Linked DNA regions of Anser cygnoides: region 1 is linked to region 2. Evidence: chromatin contacts called from public Hi-C data. All regions are on one chromosome and are shown on one strand. Each heading gives the region's core, a stretch centred on a gene start, on an enhancer-like site or on the middle of the called end of the contact. The rest is flanking DNA. Distances are from core to core; before and after follow the strand shown.

The links. A called contact is a pair of places that touch in the nucleus more often than the background predicts.
Region 1: a contact with region 2 is called in a Hi-C map of liver, with 17 times the contacts expected there. The contact joins two enhancer-like sites. A contact is called at or near these places in 2 of 7 Hi-C or Micro-C datasets (both in liver).

Annotation. Positions count from the first base shown.
Region 1 is chr17:12,744,168-12,749,105 of Taihu_goose_T2T_genome, forward strand. The region is part of intron 14 of LOC106031380 (a long non-coding RNA gene); the gene reads right to left. Among named protein-coding and RNA genes, the nearest start is that of TBX3, 110 kb to the left of the region's middle. Within about 2 kb of position 3,649, at least 2 of the 3 cell types and tissues checked have open chromatin away from gene starts, as enhancers often do. A contact at or near this core is called in liver, where this site is marked.
Region 2 is chr17:12,622,316-12,627,192 of Taihu_goose_T2T_genome, forward strand. No RefSeq gene overlaps it. Among named protein-coding and RNA genes, the nearest start is that of TBX5, 6.4 kb to the left of the region's middle. Within about 2 kb of position 2,211, at least 2 of the 3 cell types and tissues checked have open chromatin away from gene starts, as enhancers often do. A contact at or near this core is called in liver, where this site is marked.

The sequences.
Region 1 (4,938 bases), core at 2,399-4,898, 120 kb after region 2:
TATTTATTTCTCCCACTGGTCTCAGGATGTTTTGTTTCTTGTTTATCTATAAGCATATCCACTAATAGCTCTGGGAGACTGTGTGATTAGACCTGTGTGAATTTCTTCACGCTGTTTTTGTGGAAAAGAAGTCTTTCAGAACTGCAATATATCACAAATGCCTGTTGATATTACTGACTTAGTTTTTTATTTTCATTTTCATTTACTGGTAACTCCCAAACCAGCAAATTGACAAGTTTCAACACTCCCAGAAATATCATTTCAATTTGAAAAGAGTGCTTCGTATTTTTTCTTTTCACAGCATTAAGTAGCATTACAATGTTAATACCATTGCCACTGAACCAGACAAATGCAAATTTGCTCCTCTTTGGACCTTTTAAGCTTTCATTCTGTGTTCGATCGCTTTTCTTTTTTTTTTTTATCATCAACTTGCTCACTTTGTAGAGGGCTTTAAATTATGTACAAACAGAAGCTGAACGCATTGGTGCTGAACTCTGAGTTTGTCTAAAATGGGCAGAAAAACTGAAGCTAATGAAGAATACAGGGCCATGTCCTACCCTTTGTAAATAAGCTGCATTGCTACAAGCACCACGTCCCAGCAGAACTGAAACAGTCCTGTGAGCAACAGGAAAACCTAGCCAGTAGCACTGAGCCCTGGTTCACTAAATCAGTGTATTTAGCTGTGGCAGGCAGAGCTCAACACCCTGGCACAGCCCCACGCACCCGCCCAACAGCCTGCAGACATCAGCTCGAGCACAGCCGCACCGAGCGGGAGGTGAGGGTTGCAGGGGACGCTGGGCTGAACACGAGCCAGCACAACGCTCTCAGCACATCCGATGCAAACCATTTATCCAAAAAAAAAAGCATGGCCAGTAGATCAAAGGAAATCATTATCCACCTCTACTTGGCACTGGGGGGGCCCATATCTGGACTAGAGGCTCTGGGTCAGGTAGTGAGGAGCTGGAGGGGGCCCAGCCACGCAACGTCCCAGCGATTTCACCATCCTCTCGGACCGGCGTGGCAGTGCCGTGCTTGCACAGAGCCCTGCAAGCAAAAGCAGTGACACAGCAAAGGGACGGAGGCCAGGCTCCAAATGTGGAAAGCAGGGGGTGTATGGGGGGGGGGGGGGGGGGGGGGGGAAGAGACAAAAAAAAAAAAAACACCAAAAAAACAAAGAATGTACCATTGCAAACGATGTTTCAATTAGCACCAGTAACCAGCAACCGCGTGACATGCACGGAGCACATGGGCTCCGCACGCAGCTGCGATCGTGGCACACAAGGGGAGAGTCAAGTCGACAAGCAGCGTGGCAGAGAGCGTGGACCACGACCTCCTTGGGGACACGAGCTTCCCCGCTGCTCCCCTGGGGCTCCCCACGCGCACCGGGAGAGGCGAGGCGTGTGTCGCTGCACGTCTGACTGCCAGCTGCAGTGAGAAACGGGGAAAAGCTCCCGGGTTTGATTCCTCTGCAGCCTCCCTGCTCGCCCCTTTCTGCAAGAAATCGGGAAATTTGGGAGCGAGAGGTTCTCGGTTGCTGGGGAGGCAATGCTTATTATTCCTTTGAATTCTGTCATACTCGTGGACTAGTCCCAAGTCAATACAAATCTTCCTCATTGAAATGCCAGCAGATCAGGGTCTTTGAGATCTTCCACCAGACAATGTGTTGCTGGGGTGGGGGGGAAGAGCCAGACACAAGAGGGACAAATCACGAACTTTTCTTTTAAATTTAAAATTGTGAAACTTCAATCAAAACCCAGCTGGCAGCAAAGGAGAGAAGTACACGTGCATTTTATCAAAGAGGTGTCTATTTTCCCTCGGCTTTCCAAACGTCATCAAAATAACAAAAAAACCTTCCAATTCAAACCCTCCAGTCCTGCACGCCTTTGATGTAACTGTCCCTTCTGGCCTTACAAATCTGTGGCTTGCTACCTCGTACTTATCTGCCTATCAGTCTTGCTCCTGCATCCAGGTACATACAGATGTTATCTATCTGTCACATACGCTATGTGTCTGAATACATACGATATTCTCTTTCTTCTTTCTCCTTTTCACTGGGAAAGAGATAACAGGTAGGCAGACAGACCAACACATGTAGAACATTAGCTATAGGTCCCGTAAAGCTTATCTTATCAGCTTAATTTAAATCTTGACTCACAGCCTTTTGCTCTGAATCACAGGCAAGGCGAAATCTTTAATTCAGAAAATGTGGCACTGTGAGGAGAGCCCTGACATTTGGCTGAAGAGCCGACCGGCAGCGCTATCAGCTCCCCGACGCCTCGCTGCTGAAACCACAGACGAAAGGAAAGCAGCCGTCTGTCCCCCGAAATCTAGAGGCGAAATAAAAGGTTGAAAGGGAAAAGAAACGGCTTGGGATAAAATGGGAAGTTTTAGATCTCACAGGAGGAATGCTGCCGAAAATGAGAACCATTTGAAAGCTCTGGGGGTTATAAAGTGGAATTCCCACTCATACAGTACACAAGAGTTATTAAGTGTGTATATGAGACTCCTGTTTTACTTCATGTACATGATTATTTTATACAGGGAAGTTTGGAAAGAATTATAGACTGAGCCTGAGGCCAAGCCAAGAAGCAAGATGAGCAGCAGCAGCAGCTAAAGGAGAAAGGTTGAGCTGGCAGTGGAGAAGCAGCCGGCCAGACAAGGGTTATTTATAGTGCCTGGAGCATGGGAATGTTAATTGAAATCAATCAGTGGCCATGAGGACACTAAGTTGGAGTGTCAAGCTAGAGCAATTAAAAAGCCCTTCTCAGGGGACAAGCATGTTCTGACTTTTTTTTTTTTTTCCCCTTTCCATGGAACGGAGATTAACCAGCCATTTACTTCAGAGCAGGGAGGACACAAGGCGGGCGCACTGCACGTATCGAAGGCAGGAGCTGAACCAAGCTACTACTGCCGTAGTCACCCCTGGTACAGCACAGACCCTTCTTGGGTGTTTCCGTCAGGGGAAATGGTGGGTAGAGGACTCAGTGAAGTAGCACACAGGAAAATAGGCGTTTTGCCAAAAAAGGGGGAAAAAAAGTTGCTTTAAACATGTATTTAAGCCCCATCCCCTCCCCTCTTTGGCAACATTGACGCTTGGCTGATACCTGACCCGCGGCAGCAAAAGGACAGCCAAGCATTTAAGGCATCCTTCGGTCTGCTGCTGCTGTTAGTGAGTTGTGTCATAATTAAATAAAATTTGGATTAAAAAAAAAGTAGGGACACTGGAGCGCCCTTCGTTAGGCAAGGGAGAACAATATTCTGCTGCTCAGGCAAAAGAACTCAAACTGAAATCTGTTAGGAGGACAGCAAGGGGCAGTACCTCTGGTATTGCCAGCTGCCAGGCAAAGGAAGTAAAGGGAGAAAATCAGCACCTTCAGGCCCGACTCCTTCCTCCTGGCTAAGCCGGCTGTCAAAACTGGGTTTGGTAGCAAGGTGACAAGAAACCAGCGCAAGTGAAAAGGGAATCGATACGTATTTTAATTGCATTGTTTGCATTGTTGACAGAACGCTTCCCACGTCTTCGCCTTCAGCGAGGCAAGGAGAGCGCTCTGTTAGCTCTCAGATAAGGCACGTGTGTGTTTTGTGTCCTTTTATTTATCCGGGAGATAAGCCCTGACTGACGAGGTTACAAATATTGGGAAATCCACAAACTGTATTTTAAGTGCTGCTGGAAGGGGAGGCAGAGCTGGAGGTAGCTTGGAAGGAGCACAAGAGACTGCTGTCCCTCGGGAGGACCTGGCAAGCCAAGTGCCGCAGTCCTGAGGGAGGCTGGCCTCCAAACCAAGCCCTCTCCATGCCTCAGAGAGAAATCTCTGCCTCCTCTGGCTGAAATACCACCCATCTGTTATCCACTACAGGAGTCCTACAGTTGTAAAGCACCACCCATTCACACACAAACTAATTATGAACTTTATTTTCCCTGCAACTTTTTTTTTTTTTTTTTAAAGAAAATTTCTATACCTGAAAATGGCATTTTCAACCCTAGCACGGTGCTGAAAAGGAGCCAGATTAAACCCCCAAGGGTTCCAGCTCTGTTCCTGGGAGCAGCAATCCCCTACACACGACCTGGGTTCCTTTGAAGCAGGACCTCTGGCAGGAAGGAAAGCTGTTCCCAGAACCTGCCTGCTCTCCCTGCCTTCCTCGAGCTGGTGCTAGGATCGCAGCTGGCCCCGCGTCCCCGGGAACGTGCAAGCCTTGGCCATGACAATCACCTCTGGATCATCTCTCCAGCACAGCTGGGTCCGCACATGCCAGACCTCAGCCCTGGCCAACGCTTTGTACATAATTAACCCTCCTGATGTTGCAACTTTAAGGAAGTTCAGCTGACTGCTGGCAGTAAAACACCCAGAATCTGCTGACACCGACGAATTACACAGCGAAGAAAGCTTCAGGATTTTCGGTTCGGCAACAAAGGGCGATTCTTTTCTTCCACCCACACTTTGGAATTTGGATGATGCCGTTGACTCAGTTGCATTACTCCTGCTCATCAGAGGAGGCTCACGCAGGGAGCACTTCCCAAGGTGCCTGCCTTACAAGCAGGTGCACTGACCACGAAATAAAGCAAACACAGCAGCAGCCACCAAGCTGGGGCTCGGCTTCTCAGCTCTCTGCTGGGAAAGCACCAGAACAGATTTTTTTTTGTACCAAGCAGCAACCAAATCAAAAACAATGGAGTGCAGTTCGGCATCGCTCGTGCAAGGATTCCTAGGACTGAGTCAGCAAAATAGTTTGAGCAACAGGAATAACTCATGTGCTGCAGCTCACCCTGCTCCTTAAGAAAAGTCTATTTGCCAGAGATAAGTACATGCACGTACATACGTGCACGAGAAAGAAAGAAAACCTTTTTGACAGAGGCTTCTGTAATTAAGCTGGGGTTTGTTTTACCGTGGCACCCCCACCTGCTACCCCCGGCCACCCAAGTTGCTAGCTGTTTTGTTG
Region 2 (4,877 bases), core at 961-3,460:
CCTGCCCCCACCCGCTGCAGCAAGCGAAGCGGGGGAGCCTCCTGACCTGCCTTACATCTATATGTAAGGTTTGGGGTGGGTTCTTGTTTGTTTGCTTGTTGTTGTTCTTTTTCTTTTTCTTTTTTTTTTCCCCCTCTCTTTCTCTTTGTTTTTTAGCTCAGGCTTGGGAGAAATGGAAGCCGGCTAGAATAGGGCTCGGGAGAGCAGGCGAATTTGAAAAAAAAAAAAAAAAATCCCTTCAAAATCCGCGGGAAAGGGCCTGAATTGACAACAAGGGAGCGCTTAAAAATAATCTTTTTTTTAAAGAAACCCGTCGGAAAGCAGTGCCCGAGCGGCTAGGCGATGCTGCGCGGCAGAAGGGAACGAGCCCCGGCCAGAAGCGGTGGCGATGCCGCAGCGCCGGGGGCGAGCGAGCAGCTGCGGGGGAGATGCGGGGGCTGCTGGGCCGGGGCCGCTCCGAGCCCCTTCCCCGGGAGCGAACAGAAACGTGGCTCAACGTTTTGCACAAAAGTTTCCAGCTCCCTCCTTCTCCTGCACCTCTTCCCCAAGAAAGGCTCCGCAATTTCCCCGACCCCTCAAGCCAAAGCGGTGGGACCCCCCCCGGGCTTCCCTGGATGGAGCAGGTCGAGGGGAAAAGGCACCACTGTTTATTTTTATTTTTGTTATTTTTCTCTCGGGCTAATTTCACCGGTAACTTTATTTTACTGTATTTGCCAGCGGTGCTTTGGCGGCTTGCAAAGAAATAAAGTTTTGAAAGGACTTCGGAAAGGAGAAAAGAGGGGGGCTGCCCCCGAGGGGGGGGCCGGGTGCCCCTGGGGTCGGGGACTCCCCGGCTGCGTTAGAGCCCGGCGAGGCTCGGCACAGCCCAGCCCGCTCACGATCATTTGTTTGTTGCTGACTTTTTTTTTAATGTGTTGAATAGGGTCTTTCTCTGGAAAGGGCTTTATCTGGGGGAGTGATGGAAGCTAAATCTAGTGAGAAAAACGTGAGCTTCAGCAGGAATTACAGCCCCGGTTAGATGCGGCGAGCTCCTTTTCGGCCGAGAGCGGAAAAATAAAAAATGATCATTTTCTCCAAAATCTTCAAATCGTGAAAAATAAGTGCTAGGAATGGGAAAAGCCGAAGGTGGTGCCTGCCCGGCGAGTTGCGGGCTGAGCTCGCCGAGGAGGAGCGGCGGTGCCGTGGGGGCCCCGCTCCGACCCCGCGGCGTGGCGAGGAGCTGGAGCCACGAGTTGCAAAAGTGCCTTGAACGGCCACTTCAGGCTGAGGGCTTCGCCTCGCCGTGTTTTTACACGCCTTAATTGTTCCCGAATAATGCGGGGTTTGGGAGAAAGCACGTGGGAAGTTATGGGCTGGAAAAAAAAAAAAAAGGAAAAAAAGAAAAAGGAAAAAAAAGAAGGAAAAAAAAAAAAACAACACAACAAAACCCCCCAAAGCATGCATCATCCTCCAGAGCTGCCTCCCTGCGAGCTGTTGGCTTTTCTCTATGCCCGGAGTCAAAAAGCTTCAGGTGTAAAGGGGCGCTCTTTAAAAGCTCGGGAGATGGAAAAGGGTCTGGCTGCACGGAGAGGTCGGCGGGTCAGGGAGATAAGGCGATGCCAGCCCCCAGCGCCACGGGCTGGAATGTCCCTCTGCGGGGCTGCTGCCGTGTGCGGGGTGGAAGGGGGCTCGGGGGGGCTCCTGGCAAGACGCCGGAGAAGGGAAATTCGGATTTCCCCGCTCCGGTTCGCCCCAGCCCCGCCGTCGCGGCGCCTGCTGCACGGATCCGTCGTGCCCCCGGTGCCCCCAGGGTGCCCGGTCCGTGGTGTCAAGCAGCAGCGCCCCAATAAGCAATCGCCCCATAAGAGCATCTTCCCCTCCCCGGGACAGCAAACGGCCCGTCCGTCCGTCCGTCCGTCCGTCCCTAGGCAGCCAGGGCCGCTCGGGAGCGGAGCTGAGCGCTTCTTGCAGCCTCTCCCACGGCCACCCCGAGCCCCGGAGTAAAAACCCAGCTGCGGACCCCCGGGGGGTCGCCCTGCCCCTGCCCTGCCCGCCCCCAGCCCCACGCACCCCGCACCCCACGGGGCGGCCGTCGGTGGGCTCCCACCCGGGACACGCAGCCCCCCCCGGCTCGGGTGCGCTCCGTACACACACGGCTGCTCTATTTTAAGCAACTCTATTTTTTTCCCCTTTTTCTTCCCATCTTTTTTATTTTTTTTCCTCCTTCCCTTCTCCCGAGCCCTCTCCCTGCCTTCCTAAATGCGCTTCCCGGTGCAACCCCGCAGCCCGGGGCGAGGGCGGAGGCGGGTTCTGGTCCCCGCTTCCAAGACTTTTTTTTTTTTTACGAACAATCGTTGAAAAGAAGGAAAAACCTTTTTCTCTTCCCCTCGTGCGGAGGACGGAGGAGCCGCTTTGATCTGCGAGGCCTGGCGTGCTGCGAGCCCGCACGACGGCGGGGGGCGGGGGGGGGGGAGCCGTCCGCCGCGGGACCCCCCCAGGCAGGACATGAAAGGCCAAAAAAAAAAAAAAAAAGGGCGGCCAGGGTACAGGGGATCGACCGAAGGGCTTCAATATTTCATATTCCTGGAAGCTGTCGAGGCCAAAACCAACAACCCGCCTCCCTGCCTCCCTCCCGGTGTTTGCAGAGGGCAGGAGCGAGGGGGCCGGAGCGCGCCGTGCACCGCGGCCGGGAGGCGAGGAAAGGGCCGGGGGGGGGGGGGGGGGGGGGGGAATAAATTTGCGCTTGTAATCAATCAATAATTAACTAATAGCGGAGCTTGGGCCAGGCAGGACGGCGGCGGAGCGGCCGCCCCGTCGGGCCCCGCGGAGGTGGCTCCCGTGCCCCTCCCCGGGCAGCACCGGTCCCTTTGGGTCGTGTCCCCATCCCCTGCCCCCCCCGTGCGCCCCCTCCCCACTGCCCCATCCCCGCTTTCCCAGAGACTTTGCACCGGCGGCCAAAACACCCCGGGGTGAAAGCCGGCTCCGTTCCCAGGAAAACCAGCAGCGAGCTCTGCCCCCCCCGGGGAATGGGGGGGGCACCTGTGCCACCCCCCCCCCCCGTTTTCCCCCCTCTCGGAGCCCCCCCGTCCCGCTGGGTGTCCCCCCCCCATCCCAAGCCCTGCGCCCCCCCGGGGGCCGCCCCGCTCTGCCCGCACTGCCCGAGAGGTGGCGCCGCCGCCCCGCCGGACCCCCCCCGCCGCCTCCCGGCCCCCCCCCCAGCGCCGGGTCGCCTGCATCAGCCATAAAACCATTGAGGATATCAAGACAGGCGCCAGGTGAGTAATAGACAGGATAATCCAGAGAGATTGCTCGCTGTTTACCTCCATCCACAAGCGCCACAAGAGTTACTCATTAACGTTACTATATACAAATAAGATACACAGGAGATAAAGCCATTTGCAAGGCAGAGTTACACCTGCGGTACACGGATTTCTTGCTAGGGCATGGGGAGGGGGAGGTCAGTGTTAGGCCCGTGGAAGGGAGGGGGGGAAATCCAGCAGGCTGAGCCCCCAGCACCTAAAAACCAAGCGTGCCCTGCAAAAGCGGCTACCTGATACCTGGGCCGGAGGGGGGGCTCTGAATCCGCAGTGAATTTCATCTCCTGACAGAAAAATCTCCCCCAAGCACCTTAACCGCCCTCCCTTTGCAGGAATTTTTGGGGGGCAAGTACCAGGGGAGCGGAGAAAAAAAAAAAGGAAAAAAAAAAAAATAGAGGTTCCTGACCCCCAAATAAATGGCACCGACCTGGGGTTTGGGGGGGGTCCTATGGCACCGAGAGGTGCCCCTGCGCTGGCTCCAAGGCCAGGGCTCGGCGGAGAGGAGAAAGTTGAGCCGGGAGGCTGTGGGGTGGCTTCACCGCCCCGACGGGGGGGCAGCGCCTCTCTTCCCCCCCCCGCCCCGACCCTCCCGGGTGGCAAACGAGCTCCTGCTGCGTGGGGATGCGGCCCCAAGCCCCCAGCCGCTGCCTGCTCTTTTTTTTCTTCTCATTTTTGGGGTTTGTTTTGTTTGTTTGTTTTGTTTTGCTTCGCTTTTGCCAGCCCCGACGGAGCACCCCGGCTCCACAAACACACACCACCACCACCCCCCCCGCTCCGAGCAACATCAGCTTAACGTGACATTTCCAGCAGCCCTCACCTTGAGCCATCCAAGTGGGGGGGGGGGGGGGCGGGCGGGAGAGGTGGGGAATAAAATCCTGCTCAGCCCAAACCTTCCCCCCCGGCGACCTGGCGGGCTGCATGCCCCGGCTTTTAAATACCCCCCACCCACCCGGGATGAAATGGAAAGGGCCCCCCCCCGACCCGTGAAGGGGCTGAAACCAGCAGGAAAAAGGGGTCGGTGTGCAGGGGGGGGTCACTCCGGGGATGCGGGCGGTGCCCGGCCGCCGCGGGCAGCATCCCCCCAAAAAATCCCTGCCCAACCCCGCGGGGCTCCGGGGCTCGGGCAGGGGGCAGCGCTCGGGTGTCCCCCCCCCCCAGGACACCCCCACCCCCCCGAGGTTGTCGCAGCCCCTCGGAGCCTCTCGCAGCAAGCCCGGTGGAGGTGGAAGGCGACGTCCTCCCCTTCGGGAGTTTCCCCCCGAAAACGAGCGAGGCCGGAAAGTGGAGGCCGGCCGGGGGGGCGCAGCCGGGAGCCCCCTGGCACGGCCAGGAGCGGCGGGGGCTGCTCTAAAAAAGGGGAAAGTAATGCCCTGAAAAGGGGAAAGCAGCGCTCCGCTGGCACTTTCACCCACCGGCCCCCTTTATCTCGCTGGCGCAGGAGCCGGAGGCCACGGGCCGAGGGGCAGGCAGAGCATCAAACAGGATACGGGCTGGAAGCACATCCTTATAATATTTATTACTGGCGGAGGATGAATCGCTTTCCAATATATGGGCCGCTAGCTGTTGAAGGGGGGAAGATGT